Linked DNA regions of Canis lupus: region 2 is linked to region 1. A link is a contact called in public Hi-C data. All regions are on one chromosome and are shown on one strand. The core of a region is the stretch at or near the end of the contact, and the rest is flanking DNA. Distances in the headings are between cores, read along the strand shown. Region 1 holds the start of FBXL13 (dynein regulatory complex subunit 6). Region 2 overlaps GSAP (gamma-secretase-activating protein).

Region 1 (4,384 bases), core at 1,029-3,528:
CTGCTATGTATCTCACAGCCAACCAAGACAGGGTCATCGCAGCTATTCTGAGTGATCTAAATCTTAAACCCAAATATTCCACTTTCGGACCCCTACCCTCCTATTTTTCCAGCTCCCACACTCAGTTACTCCTGCTAATCCTCTTTACTCCTTAGGAACCTCCACTTTCTACCCATGTATCATATCCGGTCCCATTCTCACCTCATACCCAGTCCCTTGGCCCATCACTCAGGTACCCTAAAAAGCTTAGCTCCTTCCCCGCTGCCCCTCCACACTATATGCCTGGCCAACACCTCTCCTGGATGAAGTCAATCTTATTTCTGTACCTCTATTGGGTTTACTGACTGCTACTTAAGGAAAACCAGGGCAGCTCTGATGGCCCAGCGGTTTAGTGCCACCTTCAGCCTGAGGTATGATCCTGGAGACCTGGGATTGAGTCCCACGTTGGGCTCCCTGCATGGAGCCTGCTTCTCCCTCTGCCTGTGTCTCTGCCTCTGTGTGTGTGTGTGTGTCTGTCATGAATAAATAAATAAAATCTTAAAAAAAAAAAAAAAAGAAGAAGAAAAGAAAGAAAAACTACACCCTGGGGAAGATGAGTGCCATGCTCTCTACATATTTTGAAATATAATCGTGTAGAAGTAAAACATGAATGAGACTCAGCAGAAAAAAAGTAAAACAATACACAAGTATACACAGCAAAGAAAATTAGGGTTCTCTCCTAAAAGCATTCCCCCCAAACATTTGCTATTAATAGTTTTGCATATGTTCTATGCATGCATTATTATTGTCTTAAACGTCGCTACACACAGACATAGGAAATCACAGTAGGGATCCCTGGGTGGCTCAGCGGTTTAGTGCCTGCCTTCCGCCCAGGGCGTGATCCTAGAGTCCCAGGATCGAGTCCCACATCCGGCTCCCTGCATGGAGCCTGCTTCTCCCTCTGCCTCTCTCTGAGTCTCTCGTGAATAAATAAATAAAATCTTTAAAATAAGAAAAAAAAGGAAATCACAGTAGCTACATTGTAGGAGACACTTCTGGGGCAACTTGCATTTTTCTTCTTCTTTTAAACTATGTCTTGGAGAGCTTTTCTTCTCAAAAGGTATACACATACTTTATATACTATCTCATTCCCTTATTCATATAGAAGTTATTTACTATTTTCACCATAATGAATATCCTCGGACAGCTTTCTGGATACACGTGAAAGCCTATCTCTCCAGTGGATCCCTAGAAGTGAAATGTTTGGTCAAAGGCTATATGTAGTCAACATTTAATAAATTTAAATTAACCATTCAAAAAGGCTGCACCGAACTGCCCTCCCAAGTGCACAGCAGTCACTTTCGCAAGCTGGGCTCTCAGGGCTGCCGGGCTCTCCTCGTCTCTTTCCCCAGACTTCTCTCCCCCTCAGTCTCCACACACGTGTCTCTGCTCAGACCCCTTCTGCAGCCTCCAAACCCGCGCAAACACGCACGGCTTAGCATACGTCTCACCAAATCTTTGTCGAGAAAATGGCAGTCACCGGGTCTTGCTTTCCTAATCCCCAAACCTACAAAACCCGCCGGGCCTCTCCAGTCCTTCCTGCTGTAACGACGGGGGGAGGGGCCCCTGGTCAGGCAGGGTCGGGCTGTGGGGTCGGGGCCTGCCGCCTGGCGCCCCCAGGCTCCGCCTCCCCCGGGGCCCGCCGCTGCCCGCTCGCTCTCCCGACCACTTGCGCATCCTCCTGCGGCCCCGGGCCTCTTGCCCAGACCTTAAGTGCGGGGCTCGCGGTTCCTGTCCCGGGCCCCGCGCCCCGTGCTCTGGCCTCCGAGCCGGTCCGCCCCGGGCGCCGCGCCGCCTGCCCTCTCCGCCCCCGGCTCCCGGCCGGGCCCAACCCCCGCCCCTCCTCCCGGACGTCTTCGGGCTCCGCTGCTCTAACGCCGCCGCCGCCGCGGGCTCCAGTACCTCGCACACCTGAGGAATGTAATTCTCCTTGAAGTAGCTCCTCAGCCGGGAGTCGGCGGTGCGCAGCGAGGCCATGACCGGGGCCCCCCAGACTCCGCGCCCCGCGCCCGCTAGCGCGTCCCGGCGTTGCCCTGGCAACCGCGGGGCGGGGCGGGCGCGGCCCCGGAGCCCCCCGCCCCCGCCGCCGCGAGCCGCCGGGAGCCGCCGGGAGCCGAGGAGAGCCGCCGGGCGTGGAGGCGGGCCCGAGCCCGGGCGGGAGCGAGGGGAAGCCCACCTCTGGACGGGGACCGCGTCCCCCAGTGAGTCCCCTCGGTGCGCGCGGTCCCTGCGCCTCCTCGCGGAGCTCCGCCCTAGCTCCGCCCCCTCGCTCCGGCCCCGCCCCCGCTCCGCCCCTGCCGCCCCGCCGGGCCGCTCGGGGCGCAGTGGGCGGTCCCTCCGTGTCAGCAGGGCCGTTTCCGGGAGGCGGGGCTCGGGCCCCATTTCCTGTGTCCTCCCGGCGCCGGCGCTCGGGCTGAGGCGGGATCCGCGGCTCCCCGCCTCGCGCGCCAGGCCCAGCGCAGCGCCCCGGCCCCAGGGCAGCATGGGCGGCGCCCGGGACGTGGGCTGGGTGGCGGCGGGCCTGGTCCTCGGGGCCGGTGCCTGCTACTACATTTACAAGCTGGCGCGGGGCCGGCGGCGAGGCGCCCGCGGGCTTCGGCTGCGCCCCTCGCGCTCGGCAGGTGAGGCCACGGGGTGCCCGGCAGGTGGCCGGGGCGGGGGGCGGGGGCGGGGGCACGGACGACGGCCCCCTCGCTGGGGCTCTGAGCTGCCGCCTGCGTCCACCTCGTCCAAAATCCCGGGGTAAAAACGCCCGGATTTTCCTGGCTGAGGGCGGCGTCCCCGCGGAGGATTGGGTGGTTTCTCAGAAGCGCGTGGGTTGCCCCTCAGGGTCAGGACCCGCCGCGGAAGGTGCGGTGGTGCCTGCGGCCGCCCCTGAGGAAGGAGGGCGGGGGCCCCGCCGCGGCGCGGAGGCCCGGGGACTCCCTGCGGTTCGGTTACGAGGTTGCGGAGGTCCCGGGGCCGCGGATGGAAGCAGCTGCCCGCGCGGGGAGCTGGGGGCGCCCCCCCCGCGACCCCCCGCGACCCAGCGCCGGGGTGGTTGCTGCCCCAAAGCCGGTGGTGCATCGGGATTCCGAGGATTTGCTGGGTGTTCTAGGATAGTGCGGGTCACGGATGCCAACCAAGAAACTCCTCCCTACAAATGGAGGAAAGAACTAAAGCTTTATTGTTGAATAAGCGCGACTCCAGATTGCCGTGCCCATCACAGGCGATCAGCTGATGGGATTGAGAAGACACACGTGTCTTCACTTCGTGTATCTGGCGGATAAAGTCTGTTTCGTGTCATCTCTGCATGTTCTGAAGATAAACAGGAACTTGTCCTCAAGAGGGCTTGACAGCACCATTCACACAGAGTCCATCCTAAATTCGCTGGTAATCGGGGTGGCTATCGCTGTTAGCTAATTGCCTTGATCCAGAGGAAAATAAGACTTCTCGGGATCTTTATGATGAGCAGGTGGTTACCACGTGGAGCCAGGCGCCAAGGCTAAACTTAGGGGTCTGCGCTCCATCTTTTGATGTTTACATTTCACATAGATGACCCCAAAAGCCCCTAAGAATGACTTTCTTACATGTAAACTGGCAAGACGGTTACTTAGCTTTTTAAAAGTCATTTGGGGCACCTGAGTGGCTCGGTGGTGGAGCGCCTGCCTTCAGCTCAGGTCATGACCCCGGGGTCCTGTGATCAAGTCCCCCATGGGGCTCCCTGCATGGAGCCTGCTTCTCCCTCTGCGTGTTCCTCTGCCTCTCTCTCTCTGTTTCTCGTGAATAAATAAAATATTTTTTTAAATGCCATTTATATCAAAGAGAGGATTTACAGTTCTGGCTGACGTTTGAACAACAGGGGTTTAAACTGTGCAGGTTTACTTACACGAGATTTTTTTTTTCAATAAATATATGCACAGTTCTGTAAGTGTATTTTCCTTATGTTTTTCTTAGCATTGCCTTTTCTCTAGTTTATTTTATTGTAAGAATACCGTATATAAGACATATACCAAATATGTTAATTGTTTTCAGTAAGGCTTCCAGTTAATGGCAGGCTCTTACTCAAGTTTGGGGGGAGTCCCAAGTTACACATGGATTTTTCAGCTGCTCAGAGGTTGGCACCCCTAACCCCTTGTTGTTCAAGGGTCGACTGTGTAAGTTTACTCAAGGAAATACTCTAAGAAAACAGAGTGAGGAAAAAGTCTGTTTTCCCTTTTGTCACAAAAAGCAATTTTCAAAACAAGATTTTTATTTACCTTTACTTACAAAGCCTAATTTGTTGTCTTTGTGTGAGAGATTTCTGGGTTCGGGTACCTTCTTGCTTATACTGACTCAACCTTGTGAACACTGACAGAGTCTTATT
Region 2 (4,398 bases), core at 652-3,151, 420 kb before region 1:
TTTCAGAAGAGTTTCTTAGTACAATAGGGAGAATAGAAAAGGGTGGGTGAGTAGAAAAGAATGTGTATGTAGTTAAAAACTGGAGAGTGTTTTAGCAGTTTCCTTGAAGCTCCTTTGTTGTTTTTGGCATCACCTCCTGTTAATTATAGCTTGGTGTGTAGTGGGAAATCTCAACTTTTGGCAGCAGGCAGCTCGCTGCACTGCCGCTCTTTTATTTACATTTGATGCTTTTGGATCCATGAAGGGCAGGTGAGGCCTGGGCAGCTGGGGAAAAGCTGAAACCCGTAAGGCTGAGGTCATGGTGGTGCATGGGCAATGAGAGAGGGCCAACTGGGGTAGGTTTAGCAGTTCTGGCTTTCAGGCCTAAGAAGCGTCCTGCAAGGAGGCTGACAAGTGATGGTTCTAGGCCCCAGCCTGAGACCACTGTGGAGCTCTCCAAAGGGAGGAGGATGAAGGGAAAAGAAAGGTTTGATTAATAGCTGAAAAAATTCTAGGGCACCTGGGTGACTCAGCCGGTTAAGCGTCTGCCTTCTGCTCAGGTCATGATCTCAGGGTCCTGGGATTGAGCTCCATATGGAGCTCCTTGCTCAGCAGGGAGCCTGCTTCTTCCTTTCCTTCCTGCTCCTGCTCTCTCTCAAATAAATAAAATCTTAAAAAAAAAAAAAAAAAAGCTGAAAAAGTTCTTAAGAGCCTCCATCTTTTCATTGTATGGTTTCTGCTCTTATCACTAGCCCTACCAAACCCATAATATGTTTGATGGACACACAATAAGCCAGTGAAGAAAATTTTAAAGAGAAAGTAATGTCACCCATAATTCTACAGTTCCTGACAGATCAACTTTCAGCTCCCCCACCCACCCCCGTTTCCTCCTGGCCTTTGTAATATTTTACCTAGTAATGACAACCATCCAGAGATATTTAGTAAAGATTGCCAATTATATCATTTTTCGTGCTGCTACTATGTGAACTTTGTAGTTATGACCTCTCATGGCTCCATAAGATTCTGCTGGGTTATTGTGTCCTAATGAATCATTTTTCTGTTTCGAGACATTTACTCTGTCTCCAGCCCGCATTAAAAAAATTGCTATTAAAAATAATGTTGCAGTGAATATTTTTACATAGATATATGTGATGTCTATGTAATGTCTATATTTGGTTTATTCCTCCAAGGTTAAATGTCCAGGAGTTTTACTGGGCGAAGACTATGACAATTTTAAAACTTTTGATTGTTATTGCCAAATTGGTATTCAAAAAAAAAGTTGTGATTAACTTACAAGGTTTTTATGAGTTTCAGTTTTACTATAACCTTTTCACCATTGTATATTTTCATTTAAAAATTGGGACAGCTGGGTGGCTCAGCAGGTGAGCGTCTGCCTTTGGCTCAGGGTGTGATCCCAGGTCTGGAGATTGAGTCCCACGTCGGGCTCCCTGCATGGAGCCTGCTTCTCCCTCTGCCTGTGTCTCTGCCTCTCTCTCTCTCTCTCTCTCTCTCTCTGTGTCTCTCGTGAATAAATAAATAAAATCTTTTTTTAAAAAAAAGCGTAAAGGAGTGATGTGAAGGTTCTCTTAATTTTTTACCCATTGGCTTATTCTAAGAATATGACTTGGCTTTCCTTCAGAACAAAGTAGCTTATTTTTGCACTTTTCTTTTTTCTATTTCTGTGTGTAAAATGTTGTTTTTATATTCATGTTTTTTTCTTTGATAGTCACCCTGCCATCTCCTTTTTTCTCCTCTCCCCTAATTATCTTTAGCATCTGGCCCTGCAGACAGATGTTTCCCATTAACCATCCCCAAACCTGCTTCGGAGATCGCTCTCTGCTCCACATGTGCCTACATGCTGGTAGGAAGGGTTACGTAGCGCAAGTTCGAGCCGTAGATCTCTTCACAACCCTGTCCACGCACATACGATGGACAGGCAGGGGAGCAAAGGTCCTGCTGGGATGGGCCTTGGGCTTTGGAGGAAATGGTACTAGATTTGGTTAGGCCAGTCCCCAGCCCAGCCCTGGTCACTCAGCACGGGGGACACAGGACACCTGGCTCTGATCTTTCTCGTTTGTTTCCCCACTTCTGTTTGCACAATAGCCCTCACTAGAAGCTGCTGCCTTTGACCTACTTCTTCTGCCCCAAGTCCCAGCTTAATTATATTGCGATGGACCTGCTTGCAGAGGCACATGCCACCCTCTGCTCCCCCCCCCCCCCAGCCCCAGTTATAGGACTGTTCTCAACATGCTTATTCAGCTACAGGAGTTGGCTCTGACTACCTATGACCTGAATCACAAGTTACCTTTCAAATGAATGTGTGCTTGCTGCCAGACTTTCCACGAGGCCCAAGGGACCTCTATTTACTCTCACCACACTTGCTTCCATTCTCCTTGGTAGATGACTAATGTGATAAGGAGTCCGGAGAGGGAAGGGCAAAGTGAAACTAGATAAGCATTTTCTTCCGGCTCTCTCTGCAAGTAATTCTCCTGTGCAGTACTTTACATAGGACTTAACTAGGACTATGTCATTTAACGTGCATAAACCAGTTAAATTAGAAGTTTTATCACCTGAAATGCAAGAGGCTTCCTTACATTATAAAATTGTTTCCCAGAGAGCTTTAAACAATTACCTGAATAGTATATTGAAACAAGGTCCTTGCCCTAAAAGCAGTGTTATCAAGAGTGACCTTCCTACAAATGATTTTATTTTTTAAAGATGTTATTTATTTATTCATGAGAGACCCAGAGAGACAGCGAGACACAGGCAGAGGGAGAAGCAGGCTCCATGCAAGGAGCCCAATGTGGGACTTGATCCCAGGACCCCAGGATCATGACCTGTGCCAAAGGCAGATGCTCAACCGCTGAGCCACCCAGGCATCCCCTACCAATGATTTTAACCCTTCATAAAACATGGTTTTCTCCAGGGAGGTGGCAATTTTCATTAAAGGCTTAAAATTACCCTTGATGTTATGGTGAGAAGAGAAACTATTAAAACTGTCCAACCACAGGAAGCACAAAAAGATTGAAAAGTATATAGAGACAATAACCTATTTGAACATAAAGATATAGGTGAATGAGCATACCACAAATGGAGAAATGGAGTATTTTTACCAAAGTATTTTTTAACCCAGACATCCTTAGTTTCTTTTTATAAAATAAGGAAACCTTTTCGTCATTTGTTTAGATTAACTGACTCAGAGACTGGGAAGACCAGAAAGACTTCTATGCCCTTCCCAGTTCTGTCCACTCAAACTCGATCGTGTTACTGCAAGTATCTATGGGGAGGGCTCTCAGTGCCCCCTGAGCAATTGGGAAAACGATCATGGGCACCTGGGCTCTTCTCCATTCAGAGACTTGTTTATTTAATTATGCTTCTTCACTTAAAAAGTGTCTTAAGAATACTATTTTAATTGGACAAGAGTATAATTAATTGCTTAAGGAAATAGAAACAACTTTTTTCCTTGACCCTCCCAATACAGACAACCACCATCATCTAAAGGTTGGGGATCCAGAGTATCAACAAAATTACAATGTAATAGCTTACAATTTTTAAAAGTGATGGGTGTCGCTTTGATAACTGTGTGTCCCAGATAATGTCAATTGGTTATGTGGGAAATTGATTTTGCAAAGTTCAGTTTGTACATAGGTGATACTGTGATATAACTAGAAATACTAGACATTTGGTCTCCATCCGTGATTCCTAGGACAGAGTTCCTAAAATCCTGGTCATTTCCTAAGTGATAAGAGCTATAGGGATATATTTTGTTATATTTAGCGTTTGTTCCCAGTTTCTGAAATAGCTCCGGAGCAAACCGGTGAAAAGAATGTCTTTTGTTATTCATATCAAGCCCCTTTCAGTTACACCTGAGTTATGTTAATGAGATGGTTTTTTGGAAAGCACCTAGGCTGTGGGCTGGTTGCATAAAGAACCAACCCTGTAGAAGGTTGGAACTTTCACTGCCTGCCCTCCTCTCACCTCCAGAGGTAAGGGAGAGTGGCTAGAGATTGAGTTCAGTGACCAGTGGCCAATGATTTAATTTATTCTGCTTGCGTAATGGAGCCTCCATAAAGAACTCTTACTGAAGGAGTTTGGATAGCTCCTGAGATGGATGACCAGTGAAGGTGTGGGAGGGTGCTATGCCTGAGGAGCCCTTGGAAACAGCCCTTTCCCCCATGCCTGCTCCTATCCATCTCTTCATCTGGCGGTTCCTTAGTTGTATCCTTTTACGATAAACCAATATATAATAAGTAAACTGTTTTCTTGAGTTCTGTGAGCTACTCCAGTGAATTATCAAACCCGAGGAGGAGGTCTTGGGAACCTCTAATTTATAGGCAGCTTTTGGGATCCAGTGCTGCTTCTTGGTAGGTAGTGTCAGAATTGAGTTAAATTGTAAGACACCCAAGTGGTGTTGGAGAA

What was found. Hi-C and Micro-C count contacts between places; a contact is called where the count stands out from the background.
Region 2: a Hi-C map of amygdala shows a contact between it and region 1, with 6 times the contacts expected there. The contact joins the enhancer-like site here to the promoter of FBXL13 in region 1. A contact is called at or near these places in 3 of 9 Hi-C or Micro-C datasets (amygdala and blood).

Annotation. Positions count from the first base shown.
Region 1 is chr18:17,296,858-17,301,241 of UU_Cfam_GSD_1.0, reverse strand. FBXL13 (dynein regulatory complex subunit 6) reads right to left here and starts at 2,278. Exons shown (of 22, transcript XM_038562793.1): 1 at 2,216-2,278. It overlaps ARMC10 (armadillo repeat-containing protein 10), which reads left to right and starts at 2,442. Exons shown (of 6, transcript XM_038562807.1): 1 at 2,442-2,660. The coding sequence starts at 2,522.
Region 2 is chr18:17,711,799-17,716,196 of UU_Cfam_GSD_1.0, reverse strand. The region is part of intron 19 of GSAP (gamma-secretase-activating protein); the gene reads left to right. Among named protein-coding and RNA genes, the nearest start is that of GSAP, 56 kb to the left of the region's middle. Within about 2 kb of position 1,901, at least 5 of the 20 cell types and tissues checked have an H3K27ac peak or open chromatin away from gene starts, as enhancers often do.